Linked DNA regions of Mus musculus: region 1 is linked to region 2. A link is a contact called in public promoter capture Hi-C data. All regions are on one chromosome and are shown on one strand. The core of a region is the stretch at or near the end of the contact, and the rest is flanking DNA. Distances in the headings are between cores, read along the strand shown.

Region 1 (4,073 bases), core at 786-3,285, 210 kb after region 2:
TACAGTACTGGCATTTTGGCTAGATGACTTTTGCTAAATAACAAATAAGCAGAAGCCGTTGGAGGACGTTTTGTTAAAAGCCGTTCTGTATCTATTAGAGCAAGTGGAGAGGGATTGAGTTACCCACAATTCTACACAGTTGGGTGTCTTTGCTTTTGAGATAGACAGAGATAAGATAGCAGGAAAGCATCTTGGCAAACCTGCTTTCTTTTTAATAGGATTTCAGAACTGCAGTTAATGGTAAAATAGCCTGGCATCAGCTCGTGGCAGCAGCACAGTGGTGAGCAGCTGCAGTATGCTCAGAGGTAGATTGGGATTTGATCATGGGATCTGCTATCAAACTAACATCACTTAGCCCAGTGGTCCTCAACCTTCCTAATGCTGCAACCCTTTCTGTTGACCCCCCCCCCATCCCAAAACATTTTTGTTGCCACTTCATAACTAATTTTGCTACTGTTACAGATTGTAATGTAAATATTTTTGGAGACAGGGGTTTGTTAATGGGGTCAAAATCCAGAGGTTGAAAACCACTGACTTGGACTTAAGATTACTATTTTAGGCTTAACTAAAATCTCTGAAGTGAAAACAGATCTTTGGACTCTTCAGTTCTCAGTAGAGAGAAAATAGCTCGAGAAAATTCAACATCTGCCTCGTGCTAGTATCAGGTGTGCAAAGCTGGCATGTGGGGCATAAACATGCACAGCATTAAACACCCAAAGTAACTCAGTGGCTAAAGAATCCAACAAACACAAGGAGACGTAGTGTCTAGGACCTTACTCCAGAAGCCACAGGCACTCATGGCCCCGACAGGGATACAAGACTCTATCAAAATCAATACATTTGTAAGATCATCCCAGGTGAGCTTTGGTTAGGCAGCCACCTGACAGACGACATGTCAGCGTCCACTAGATTCCACAGTTAGCACTTGGTACCAGGAGAAGAAAAGTCAATGCATTAGAAATATCAATTCTTGAACTCACTGAGGCACAAAAGTGTACAGAAGGGTTTTTCTTTTTGTTAGTGCAGGATAAATTAACTTTCTGAACAAGTTAAAGCTGGGAAACAATTCTAAATTATACCCTTAAAAAATAGGCCATTCTAAATCAACACCTTAAAAAAAACACGAACAGTATTGCTTCATCTTGCAGTAGAAATATCAGGTTTAATATAATCAATACACCCCAAACTGCCAAAGCCAAAAAAATAAGCAAACAATTCCTTCTTAAAATATAGTAGCTCTGAAAGTAATGGAGAAATAGGCAGATTTTTCTGTTGAGTGTAGTCTGTTTTAGATGCTACTTTTAAGTTGTGAGGCTGGAACCCAGAACTTCATATATGCATGCAGTATCACTGGGTTACATCCCAGACCTCTTTTTATTTTTGGTTGTGAGCCTAGCCTTCAATGACTGAGCCATCTCTCCAGCCCCGAGACCCCTTTCTAAAGTAACAGAATTACACAGATTTAAACAATTCTCCTTAGAAGGTACAGAAAGTCATTCCTTTTATGAGCTAAGTTTTATGTTTGTCTTCAAAGAAGATGAACTATAACGTTTCAAAACTTATTTTGGGAAGCAAGTGACATCCTCTTTCAGTTCTGATTTTGCAAATAACATCAAAGTAGCAAAATACAACTAAGTGCAACATATAAAATTATACTTCGGTAGAAATGCTTCCAAAATTGGATCCAGATGCTTAAAATTATGTACTTTAAAAAGACAGTCTAAGTTGTAAGTTTTCTTTAAATTACATCTTAATGAACAGAGAAGAAAATGGCAGAAATAAAGACTGGTCCTAATCCATTTTTAAAGTTCTACTCATGCCCAAGCCAGCTTGCAACTCACTGAAGTCAGTCTGTGGATCCGATTTATCGCACAGCAATTCCTGGCTTTTGGCCAATGGAAGCACGAGACTGGCTTGATTAGACAGACTGATAACCAGTACGACTTTTCCGTCTTCCAATCATGTAAGATATAAACACAGCAATTATAAGGAAGCCCAAGGCCACACCCACTGCAACAGGAATAAGAAAGTTGAGGTCAGAGTCAGCAGCACATTCCTCAGCTGTTAGAAAAGAACAGAGAGACAGCAGAGAGAGCCAATTAGTAAAGAATACAATGGGAGGAAGAAGCAAACATGAAGCATTGACAGCAGAGACACGTGCTATCATTTTCTTTGGAGTATTACTTAATCAACATCCACCCGAACATTTCACAGCAAGACCACTGTTTAACTTTTCATGTAAAAAAAAAAAAAATTCTCAGTACAGAAAGGGAAACTGGGAAATGGTTCAAACTCTGAATTAAGCTTATACAATATTGAGTTATAGTACTTGCTTATACAACTTCAGAGTTGCCTGATGGCATTAGGGAAATTACTGCCTCTGCATCTCCTCTTCCTTTCCCCCCTGCCACATCTAGACTTAAAGTGTTAAGTGGGAAAGAGAAGCTAGCTCAGTGCTAGAGTGCTTGTCTAGCATGCCTAAGGCTCTTGGGTTCCATACCAAGCACATGGGGGTGGGGTGGGGGCTTCTAGTCAAGTAAAAGACAGGATCAAGGTGGGTTCTAGCTTTTTAAAGATTTATTTGATCTTATTATGCAGGTATTTCACTTATGTGTATGGCTATGGACCACATGCATCTAGTGCCCTGGAGGCCAGAAGAGGGCATCTCATCCGCAGAACTGAAGTTACAGGTGGGTGCTCAGAGTCAAACTCAGGTCCTCCACAAGACCAACAAATAAATATGCTTAGTAATCTCTCCAGCTAATGTTTTGTTTTGTTTTTTCCACATAAGCATTAGGTAGCTCACGGGTTACAAATAATTCTTTCCAACTAACTGATGGTCGTGGTGAAGAATAGCAGCATCAAAGGCATGTGAGTCCGTCCTATGGAATCACCAGAGCACAGCATGAGCAATGTGGACACTAAACTCTGACCCCCAGACGTAACTGAATTGGAAATCAGACTCTGAAGTAATAACTAACTTAGGGAAACTGCCAAGTTATCTAAGCTGGGCCTCCCTCCCTTCCACGAATGCTTCCATTATATAGTACTTGAGAATTCAATATGTTTTAAAGAACCTGGGTCACAGCAAGTGAGCCACAATTACTCAGCCCCTTCCCTTTTCCTCCTGTGTGTATGATCCAAAGAGGCTTGAGTTTTGACAACACAGGAATCCTAACAGTTGTGTCTTAGTGGACGACTGAGAAGGCCTGCATTCATTATTTCAAAACGACTGAAGCAAGTCAGCTCTCAAAATGCCACCTTTGGACCCAGGAGCTCAAGTTTTAATCAATCAACATTTTACTATTGAATGATTACATTTTATTGAGAATTTAATCCAAATACTAACGGTTTCATTGCTGCTGAACATGTAACATTGAGGAAGTCACATCCCTTTTCACACAGCTCTGGACTTAAGGAGTACCTAATCACTAAGGTCTTTTCAGTACAAGGCTAGAGCCATGAATAAATTATAATGTTTTGTGTTATCTGAGATTTTTCTCTCACACTTTTGTCACTCACACAAACGTTGTCATGGTTCTGAAAACATAATGTCGATTTCAATAACTACAATTAGCCTATTTTTTTTTTGGAGGACTACTGTTTTTCAGAAAGCTCCTTAACAGACACTGACAGCTGGATACCTAAACACATTTTCACTGTTAATTAGTACGTGACAGAAACTCTGAGCAAGCCAATATACACATTAAAATGAATTAATGATCATTTCAGTGTGTACATGGTCTCATCTGTTAAATCCCTTGATTTATTTATGTATTCCATCAGCACTTCACTTTTACCAGGAAAATGTTTCAATCTGGACTATCTGCCTAGCTCATTTGGATGCCAACAGCCTCTTTCTCCACCCCCTCAGAGCTGTGCCCCACCGCGGCTGTCTTGGAGAAGCAAGAGCATAACTGCTGTGCTTCATTGCCTCCCTTCTGAGATTGCTGTTAGCTTACATTTCATAAGTACCAGTCTGATGACAACACTAAATAGATTTTAATGCTCCAGAGATCAACAAGATGAGGTAGAGAAACACAACACAATCTGTCCTAATTAGTTCATAGAAT
Region 2 (4,436 bases), core at 1,580-4,079:
ATAATTTTAATATATATAAATACTGTTTTAATATAAATATTTCTCATAATAACTCTGAGTGTGACAAGTTGGCTCAGTAGATAAAGGATGAAAAGCCTTTTACAACCTGAGTTCAAAATTTAGAACCCAGACTGGCCTCTAACTTATAATCTTCCTGACTCAGCCTACCAAGGTCTGGTCTTATAGGCAATCACCATGCCTGACCTAAAGCTTTACTACAGGGCAATTGTGATAAAAAACTGCATGGTACTGGTATAGTGACAGACAAGTAGACCAATGGAATAGAATTGAAGACCCAGAAATGAACCCACACACCTATGGTCACTTGATCTTCGACAAAGGAGCTAAAATCATCCAGTGGAAGAAAAACAGCATTTTCAACAAATGGTGCTGGCACAACTGGTGGTTATCATGTAGAAAAATGCGAATCGATCCATTCCTATCTCCTTGTACTAAGGTCAAATCTAAGTGGATCAGAGACACTGAAACTTATAGAGGAGAAAGTGGGGGAAAGCCTCGAAGATATGGGCACAGGGGGAAAATTCCTGAATAGAACAGCAATGGCTTGTGCTGTAAGATTGAGAATCGACAAATGGGACCTCATGAAACTGCAAAGCTTCTGCAAGGCAAAAGATACTGTCAATAAGACAAAAAGGCCACCAACAGATTGGGAAAGGATCTTTACCTATCCTAAATCAGATAGGGGACTAATATCCAATATATATAAAGAACTGAAGAGAGTGGACTCCAGAAAATCAAATAACCCCATTAAAAAATGGGGCACAGAGCTAAACAAAGAATTCTCACCTGAGGAATACTGAATGGCTGAGAAGCACCTGAAAAAATGTTCAGCATCCTTAATCATCAGAGAAATGCAAATCAAAACAACCCTGAGATTCCATCTCTCACCAGTCAGAATGGCTAAGATCAAAAATTCAGGTGACAGCAGATGCTGGCGAGGATGTGGAGAAAGAGGAACACTCCTCCATTGTTGGTGGGATTGCAATCTTGTACAACCACTCTGGAAATCAGTCTGGTGGTTCCTCAGAAAATTGGACATAGTACTACCGGAGGATCCCACAATACCTCTTCTGGGCATATATCCAGAAGATGTTCCAACTGGTAAGAAAGACACATGCTCCACTATGTTCATAGCAGCCTTATTTATAATAGCCAGAAGCTGGAAAGAACCCAGATGCCCCTCGACAGAGGAATGGATACAGAAAATGTGGTACATTTACACAATGGAATACTACTCAGCTATTAAAAAGAATGAATTTATGAAATTCCTAGCCAAATGGATGGACCTGGAGGGCATCATCCTGAGTGAGGTAACACAATCACAAAAGAACTCAAATGATATGTACTCACTGATAAGTAGATATTAGCCCAGAAACTTAGTATACCCAAGATATAAGATACAATTTGCAAAACACATGAAACTGAAGAAGAATGAAGACCAAAGTGTGGACACTTTGCCCCTTAGAATTGGGAACAATCACCCATGGAAGGAGTTATATAGACGAAGTTTGGAGCTGAGACAAAAGGATGGACCATCTAGAGACTGCCATATCCAGGGATCCATCCCATAATCAGCCTCCAAACGATGACACCATTGCATACACTAGCAAGAGTTTGCTGAAAGGACCCTCATATAGCTGTCCCTTGTGAGACTATGCCGGGGCCTAGCAAACACGGAAGTGGATGCTCACAGTCAGCTATTGGATGGATCACAGGGCCCCCAATGGAGGAGCTAGAGAAAGTATCCAAGGAGCTAAAGAGATCTGCAACCCTGTAGGTGCAACAACATTATGAACTAACCAGTACCCTGGAGCTCTTGACTCTAGCTGCATATGTATCAAAAGATGGCCTAGTCGCCGTCACTAGAAAGAGAGGCCCATTGGACATGCAAACTTTATATGCCCCAGTACAGGGGAACGCCAGGGCCAAAAAGTGGGACTGGGTGGGTAGGGGAGTGGGGGGGTGTGTGTGGGACTTTTGGGCTAGCATTGGAAATGTAATTGAGGAAAATACATAATAAAAAATATTTTAAAAAATAATGATAAACAATACAAATATTATTGCCTTTCAAGGTAGGGCTCATTTGACACTATTTGGTTTGTTATTCCTTCTCTGTAGTTCTATACTTTTAAAATACTTTTATTCGTGTGTATGTACCTGCCGAGCCCTCTGAAATGAGAGAAACTTGTCTTATCTGCTTTTCTATCCCACAGGGCCTGGAGTATATTTGCTGCAGATCAAATGTGATCTCTATGTTAATAGATATGCAGTTAACAAGATATTGCATGCACCATTTAACATTCGATTAACAAGAGTTATCAGAACACAGGTTTCTTCTTAAAAGTAGACAGTGTAATGTGGTTTTCTTGTTATCCTACAATTTGAATTAGTATGAGTTAAATTTTAGTATGCAGATTGTATTCAAGGTGGCTTGTTATCCAAGCAACAGGCTAACAGGGCAGACTTCAAACATGCAAAAGAACTGGAATTTATACAACCTCTGAACATTTTTAAGCCCTCGGGACTTAAGGGAGTTTGAACAAACAAGACTAGCCTCCCTGCCACTCCTAACAGTGTCATCGGATCTTTGTCTGTCTCACGGAGCCGAGCTCTTAAGAGAATCACAGAACACTTAGAAAAATGCTTCGCAGTCACGGAAAGAGCCGAAGGCGGGCTTCGCGCTCTTCCGGACAACCCCGGGCTGCTCTCGGAAGAGGAAGGCGAGGAAGCCACGCCTCCCACGCTGCGCCCTCTGTCGGCGGAGCCCGGCGCCCGAGCCGCGTCCGTGGAAGCCGCTTTGACGTCGGCGGAAACTGGAGCGACATTTAAAGCGGCAGCAGCGGCGCTGCGGAGTCCGGCTGCTTGGGGTAGGACTCTGACCCTGCCTCGGCCCCGAGGAGGAGAAAGCGGCCGCCGCGGAGCAGGTGAGGAGTGGGCTGGGCACCGGGCCCGGGAGACGGAGCCCGCCTACGCCTTCCATGCCCTGGCCGCGCCTACGCTTGCGGCCGCCTCGCTTGAACCAGGAAGCAGCGGAGCCCGAGGCCTTGGCTCCTCTGCTCTTTCTTTGTGTGGGTCCCGGAGCTCTACCAAGAGAACCGGTAAGGCGCGGCGTGGTCCCCTTCTCTGTCCAGTGCCAGAGGCACCCGGTACCCTTGCATAAGCCTTAGGGCGTGGGGGACGCCGCCAAGTACCCACTTGGCTTTCTCCCTCTCCATTCGTCCGCTTTGGGGGGCGGGGAAGGGGGCTCTTTTCCCACCTCCCTACTAGTTTGATTGAGCTTTACTATGGGGCCCATCCTCCTCTTTAGATCCTTCTTTGGACACAACAATGCTTCCGGCTTCGCATGGCCCGCTACCCCCAACAGAGTACCCTTAGGAGCTAGGCCTACTTTCTTCAACACCCCTCAACCCCCCTGCCTTCGTTCTGCTGTTTGCATCGCCATCCCTGTTTGTGTTTTCACGTGAATTGACGTTTAAAAGCTCAGTTGCACCAAAGTTCAAAGGAAGAAGAGGGAGATGGTGGAAGAGGGAGAGATGGACAACAGCTGCAGGGAGCCCTGTAGTGTTGGTTTGTTTCCCCCCCTCTGGCCCGTGGCATTTTTCTCTTCCCTACTGTCACCAGCCTTCTAAACCAGCCAACAACCAAAGATGTGTTACACAATGCTATGAGATGCCTTTTCCGTAGGCAGGTCGCAAATCTCTGGGGAGGAAAGGTTTGAGACCCACTTGGGGTGATCCTGGGCTAACCCTGACCAGCTGGATACCTAATCAAAATGAAACCAGGTCCCAGTATCACCTAGACACCTACATTTGAATCATTCCCATGTTGGAAAAAAAAAACCCTTATTTTCCAATTATAAAAATCATGTGGCCATATACAGAAATCTCTCCACTTGAAAGTGGTTTCTGTTGAAACCTTCATGTTTTGGATTGTTGGCAGATTGTCTAAAGGTCACACTTTGTGATGAATGCCTTTGTGATTGCCTGTAATTCCTTGGTGCTGTTAAAATGGAGTAGCTAACATGGTTTTAATTTTTGGCTTTTAGACTTTTAAAGTTATGATGTTTTAAATACAGAGATACTCATGCCTCCCTTGTGTGTTTATATGTGAGCATGTGTGTGTGTGTGTGTGTGTGTGTGTGTGTGTGTTTGTGTGTGTGTGTGTAAGTACCAGGTGACAGTGACATTCTTTAGTAACTTATTAATAAAATAATTCTCTACCAAATGTACTTAGCAAGGAATGGTTAATATATAATATTTGTATAACATGTGTTTTGTGCTTATAAGTATTTTAATATGCATATGGGTCCTTTGCACTTCAGATGCACTCTGAACTCAATAGCTTCCGTGAAATGCCAAAAGAAAGTGTTTGGAGTGTCCCACAGCAGCAACAGTTGCCTGCTTCTCTGTTGTAAC

What was found. Promoter capture Hi-C pulls out the DNA fragments that hold promoters and counts their contacts.
Region 1: a contact with region 2 is called in a promoter capture Hi-C map of liver. The contact joins the enhancer-like site here to the promoter of Zbtb33 in region 2. A contact is called at or near these places in 5 of 39 promoter capture datasets (the 3T3-L1 cell line, the C10 cell line, cranial neural crest and 2 more), 1 of 484 Hi-C or Micro-C datasets (liver), 1 of 115 datasets of contacts at active chromatin or transcription factors (stem cell-derived neural progenitor cells) and 1 of 9 other capture datasets (liver).

Annotation. Positions count from the first base shown.
Region 1 is chrX:38,400,221-38,404,293 of GRCm38.p6, forward strand. It overlaps a transcript of Lamp2 not described here. Among named protein-coding and RNA genes, the nearest start is that of Lamp2, 54 kb to the right of the region's middle. Within about 2 kb of position 2,036, at least 9 of the 459 cell types and tissues checked have an H3K27ac peak or open chromatin away from gene starts, as enhancers often do. A contact at or near this core is called in liver, where this site is marked.
Region 2 is chrX:38,186,964-38,191,399 of GRCm38.p6, forward strand. Zbtb33 (zinc finger and BTB domain containing 33) reads left to right here and starts at 2,830. Exons shown (of 2, transcript NM_020256.2): 1 at 2,830-3,119.